Regions from separate parts of the Ovis aries genome. Here region 2 is linked to region 1. Evidence: chromatin contacts called from public Hi-C data. All regions are on one chromosome and are shown on one strand. Each heading gives the region's core, a stretch centred on a gene start, on an enhancer-like site or on the middle of the called end of the contact. The rest is flanking DNA. Distances are from core to core; before and after follow the strand shown. Region 1 holds the start of KCNMA1 (potassium calcium-activated channel subfamily M alpha 1). Region 2 has its middle 54 kb from the start of KCNMA1.

Region 1 (2,700 bases), core at 100-2,599:
TATCCTGGAGAAGGGTCCGCCTCACTCCCGAAGCCCGAGCATCTTGGGGCGTCCGGCCTGTGCAATCAACAGCTGGTTACTTCTCCCCTCCCCACCGGGGTCTGCTTTGGGGAAATCGGCCTGCCACGGGCGCCCGACGGTCCTCCTAGGGCGCTCCAGGGCGCTCGGCTGGGGGCGCAGCACCTTGGAGAGAGGTGTCGGGTCCTGCGCCTGGGTTTGGGGCTCTGTACCCTTCGCACTGGGACTCAGGGGTGCGTGCCAGGCCGCCGCCAAGGGGTCTGCCGGCCCCCTGCCCAGCCCGGAGCTGAGGCGAGCCAGCCTGGCGAGCCTCCTCCCCTCCCGCCTCGGGCGGCCTGAGCCCGCGCCGGCTCCAGTTGCTGCAGCTGCTGTTGCTGGCGGCCGCGGGGAGCGCGCAGAAGAGGCTCGGGAGGCGAGGACGGGGACGAGGAGGAGCCTGAGCAAGCGGAGAGGAAGATCGAACGAAGGCCGAGGAGGCTCAGTGGCGTGGCGACGCGGCTCGGGGATCCCGGGAGCACGGGCTAGCGGCGTCGGCGGCGGGCCAGGCGCGGTGAACCTGCCGCGGCCCGACGCACACCGGGGCGGAGAGCGGGAGCCGAGCGCAGCCGGGAGAGGAGGGGCTGGCGCGGGGGTGCCCGAGAGGGGGCTGATGAGACGTTATTAACGAGTCGCCGCCTAATAAGCCCAGAGCGGCGGGCTAGCTGCCCGAGCGGCGTGCGGGGAGGGGGCCCGGGCCGGAGCGCGGCGCACACGCGTGGCGCACGGCGGGCGGCGCGGCGCGGAGCCGAGGGCACCCGGGCGGGCGCGCAGAGCCGGGGCGGGCCCGGGGGCGGCGCAGACCCCGGGCGCCGGCGGCCCGCGGCGCCCCCTCGCTCTCGGCGCTCGGGGCCGGCGCAGCCCGGGACGAGCGGGGCGCGGGCCTGGGAGGGGATCTGCCCGCGCGCTCCGTCCCCCTCCCCCCCGGACGGGCGGGCGGCCGGGGGGAGGGCGGGCGGCGGCGGCGGCCCGCTGTATATATCTCGGCGCACCCCGCCAGGTCGCGCACAGCGCCCCGAGCCCAGGCGCCTCCCCGCCCCCTTCTCGCGCTCCGCGGCGGCAGCAGCAGCAGCAATATGGCTGTTGAGGGGTGTTCGGGGCGGTGCCGGCGGCGGGAGGCGCTCCCCCGAGCCCCTGCGCCGGCTGCCCGTTGCTAGCTATGGCAAATGGTGGCGGCGGCGGCGGCGGCGGCGGCGGAGGCAGCAGTCTTAGAATGAGCAGCAATATCCACGCGAACCATCTCAGCCTAGACGCGTCCTCCTCCTCCTCCTCTTCCTCCTCCTCCTCGTCCTCGTCCTCGGTCCACGAGCCCAAGATGGATGCGCTCATCATCCCGGTGACTATGGAGGTGCCGTGCGACAGCCGGGGCCAGCGCATGTGGTGGGCTTTCCTCGCCTCCTCCATGGTGACTTTCTTCGGCGGCCTCTTCATCATCTTGCTCTGGAGGACGCTCAAGTACCTGTGGACCGTTTGCTGCCACTGCGGGGGCAAAACGAAGGTAACGCGCGCCCCGGGCGCCTCCTCCCTGCGCCAGCCCCGCCGCTTCTCGGCGTCCCCTGCAGCCCACCTCCTTGCCCCTCGGCGCGCCGTGCCTCCCTCCATCCTTGCCTGCCTGCCCCTCGCCGTCTTCCCTTCCCTCCGCTCTCCCGGCGCCCGCCAACTGGGGCAGCGGCCGGCGCACCGAGGGTGAGGAATTGCCCCCCAACGGATGCGCTCCGGGACGCGGACGCCCCATCCCGACCTTTTAATTTATTATAGGGTTGTTTGCGGCAGCGGCTGGGGCCGAGACGGGGGACGCGCGCCGCTCGGGGCCGGTGGTGCGGAGTTAGGGAGAGCCCACCGGGCGGGCACCGAACAAGCTGGGGGCCGTGGGTGAGCTTTCCGCGCGGCTCACCTGCCTGGGCTGGGCTCCTTGTGGTGGGCGAGAGGGAGCACGTCAACTCACACTTTAGAAACCTGTTGGGGAGGTGGAATCAGAAAAGGAAAATCCTACAGGCAAGGGAGGACCTCTTTTGGAACTAGGGAATCCCAAGGGAGGAACATGACCAGAGGGCGTGGGGCACCTGGAGGGGCGAGAGAAAGTTGGGGAGTAGCATCCCACTTTTAGAGGCAATCCGCGGAGGCTGCCGCTTTAGGAATGCAGCGAGGTGGCAAGCCTGACATCCCCTCCCTCTGTGACTCTTAGATATTCTCCTGGAACTGACCCCCGCTCCACGTTCTTCGGCATCTGTGTTCTCGCCCCCAGGCCACCGCCTTTAGGTCCGCGAAAATGCCACCGCCAGCGTGGCACTGGAGCGGGAGGTGGACCACCGAGAGCCGGCCAAGGCCGCGGTTCTCACGCGAGCCTCCTCCCCGACGTTGTTGAGGTGGCTGGATGTCGGCTATTCCTGGCGCAGAGACGCCCACCAGCACCCAGGCTCACTACACCTTATGCACGGTTGCTAGGCTGAATGCCTGGTCTGTCGCGTCGTGTCCCTAGAGATGTCCTCTCTCCACCCCACCCCCCCATCCCCCGCACTGGCTGAAGGTGCGGGGGGGGCAGCTTTTCATAGAAAACTGCAGAATAAAAAAAGAACTGGGAAAAAAAAAGAGTGACCGAGCTGCTTTCTGTTTAGACCACGTTTTAATCTAGGGGTCTAACCAGTG
Region 2 (2,732 bases), core at 128-2,627, 54 kb before region 1:
CAGTGCCACTCTGTGCTGTATCGTAACGATTGTTTGCGCTCGGTGGTTCCAGGAGACTATGCGTTCTTTGAATGCAGAGATCATATCTGACCCCCTGGTGTCCCTCAGTGTCTGGTAGATTATCATGCTAGGAAGTGTTGATGAATGGGACCCATCATCCTTGGGCTTATTTAGGTTGCAGAGGTGGCCACTCCTTGAGCTTAGGGTCAAATGCAACTCCTTAGTGCATTATGGGTGGCATGAAACAGATGGGAAGAAAACGAATGGCCCTTATACACTATCAGTTCAGTTCAGTTCAGCCGCTCAGTCGTGTCCAACTCTTTGTGACCCCATGAATCGCAGCACATCAGGCCTCCCTGTCCATCACCAACTCCCAGAGTTTACCCAGACCCATGTCCATCGAGTCGGTGATGCCATCCAGCCATCTCATCCTTTGTCGTCCCCTTCTCCTCCTGCCCCTAATCCCTCCCAGCATTAGGGTCTTTTCCAATGAGTCACCTCTTTGCATGAGGTGGCCAAAGTACTGGAGTTTCAGCTCCAACATCAGTCCTTCCAATGAACACTTTAGGATGGACTGGTTGGATCTTCTTGCAGCCCAAGGGACTCTCAAGAGTCTTCTCCAACACCACAGTTCAAAAGCATCAATTCTTCGGTGCTCAGCTTTCTTCTGTACTGGTGTGAAAATTCTGTATCTTTTAAGAAACCTGAAACATTGCAGTCTGGCTCTGTATAAGAGCTCTTTAATCAATAAACCAGACAAACCAAAAGTTTATAATTGCCAGAGCTTATCGAGGTACTTTGTGGTGATATCAGCAACAGTTGAAGTTGGGAAGCTTAGAGGCAGGTCCCAAAGGGCAGTGACAGCCAGAGCCCTGGGGTCCTCTGGGGAGCTGTCTGGGCATGGTGGGGACCCACAGCAGCCCAGCAAGCCCGCCAAACTGACTGCCCGGCTTCAATCCCAGCTTGGTTACACCGGCTGTGCGCCCTGGGCAACCTGCCCCGCCTCTCTGTGACAAAGTTTACTGTTTACCATCAGATCAGATCTGTCTCCGGAGCAGACTAGTTCATGAGGAAATATGCCCCCTTTCCTGTCTGTCCCTTGCCTCACCACCTCTGCTTCTCGTGGTAGAGTCGACCCTTCTCCTGCGGACCCAGGAACTGAACCAGGGTCTCCTGCATTGCAGGTGGATTCTTTACCAACTGAGCTATCAGGGAAGCCCGTAATCAAGAGAGCACTGTGTTTTTAAGATGGGAGGGGACCTGGTTTCTGGATCCTGATTGTCATCTATCAGCTCTGTGAACCTCTTGGGCCCAGGGTCTTCTGTTAAATAAGACAGTTGCACTAAGGCGATTGCTCAGGATCATCCAGCTCTAGATGGATTGTCGTGCCATCTCCTCCCCCATCGCTGACTCAGAGCTGACCATTCATCAGCCTCTTGAAGAGGAGGGCAAGGGGAGCCCCCATCGGCTGTGGTTGAGGGAGGCTCAAGAGTACCAGGCTCCACATTACATCATTGAGATGCGATGCCTGCTGCTCAGCTTGTGAGTCCCACCTCCCCACCTGGCCGCTGCTGATGCAGAGGGTCTGAATGTTCCTAATGGCGTAGGTGATGAATGCTCCTTGGGTGTCCGGTGTGGCCTCAGGAGATCTTGTCCAGTTGCCAGTTAAGCAACATTTCAGCAAAATGGAGACTGGCCTCTTGCTTGTCTTGCATACCTTGGGGAGTAGGGTGCGGGGGCTGGGAGCATGTGACCCCTCAAGCCGCCAACCAAGGATTCCGGTTCCTAAGACCTCTGGAACCTGTCCTGTCAGGGACCCAAGTCTTCAGTTTTTCTCCAGTACTATGAGCTTCCCTATCTCCAAATCATTTCTTTCTTAAAAAAAAAAAAAAATTGCTTTGGTGAGCTAGAGTCAGTTTCTGTTTCTTAGAATCAAAGAGCCCACTGACGCTGGATGGGAAGGATTTGGTCAGATGACTCATGGGTCTCTTGAGCCCGGCACATGTTGAATGAGTGAGTCAATAAATGACAGATTGATGGAATGAAACCAGCTCCCCTCTAGTCTGAGCTCCGGGAGAAAGTAAAATTAGGGCGGGGGGGAAAAAAGGAGGTGAGGAATGTGACTCCATGCGAATTTCAACCACACTGAGAAGCTTGTTGCTTGAACACCAGGAAACCTGCCCCAGCGAGAGCTTTGTTGACTGGTCGGTGACCTTAGGAAAGTCATGTCACCTCCCTCGATCCCATTTTTCTCTCTCAAAAGAAAAGGATTATTCTATGCTCTTTGCTCATCCCTCTTCTGTAGCTAAATGAAAATGCACGCATGAATAACAGCAGGCTTGGGGCAGACCGCGCGGAGTGCTTCCTGTTGGGCTGTGAGCGATGTGAGGAAGCCGTTTCCATCTTGGTAATTGGGGCCAGATGCTTCAGTGCAGACCCTGCTGACTCATCAACAGCTCTGCCTTCCTCCAGGCTGGGCTGGGGTCAGTTCTGAGCTGGTACCATCTGCCTTCACAGAAGCGCCTTGCCAGGGTGGTGCAGAGGAGGGCGGCGGAGGAACACATATTTAGGGAGAGCACAGAGAGATTCTGAAGGATGGGGGAGTTTTTCTAGCTGGTGTGAAGATTTACTGGAAATAAATCACAATTTCTAAGAAGAAATTGGATAAATGAGTGTCTACACATGGAATTCAGAAGGGCTATGAATCGCATATGCGTTTGCAACAGGAAATG

The links. A called contact is a pair of places that touch in the nucleus more often than the background predicts.
Region 2: a Hi-C map of mixed tissues shows a contact between it and region 1, with 5 times the contacts expected there. The contact joins the enhancer-like site here to the promoter of KCNMA1 in region 1. A contact is called at or near these places in 2 of 16 Hi-C or Micro-C datasets (liver and mixed tissues).

The regions. Positions count from the first base shown.
Region 1 is chr25:32,579,054-32,581,753 of ARS-UI_Ramb_v3.0, reverse strand. It overlaps KCNMA1 (potassium calcium-activated channel subfamily M alpha 1), which reads left to right and starts at 1,349. Exons shown (of 27, transcript NM_001303455.1): 1 at 1,349-1,552. The coding sequence starts at 1,370.
Region 2 is chr25:32,633,441-32,636,172 of ARS-UI_Ramb_v3.0, reverse strand. No RefSeq gene overlaps it. Among named protein-coding and RNA genes, the nearest start is that of KCNMA1, 54 kb to the right of the region's middle. Within about 2 kb of position 1,377, at least 4 of the 54 cell types and tissues checked have an H3K27ac peak or open chromatin away from gene starts, as enhancers often do.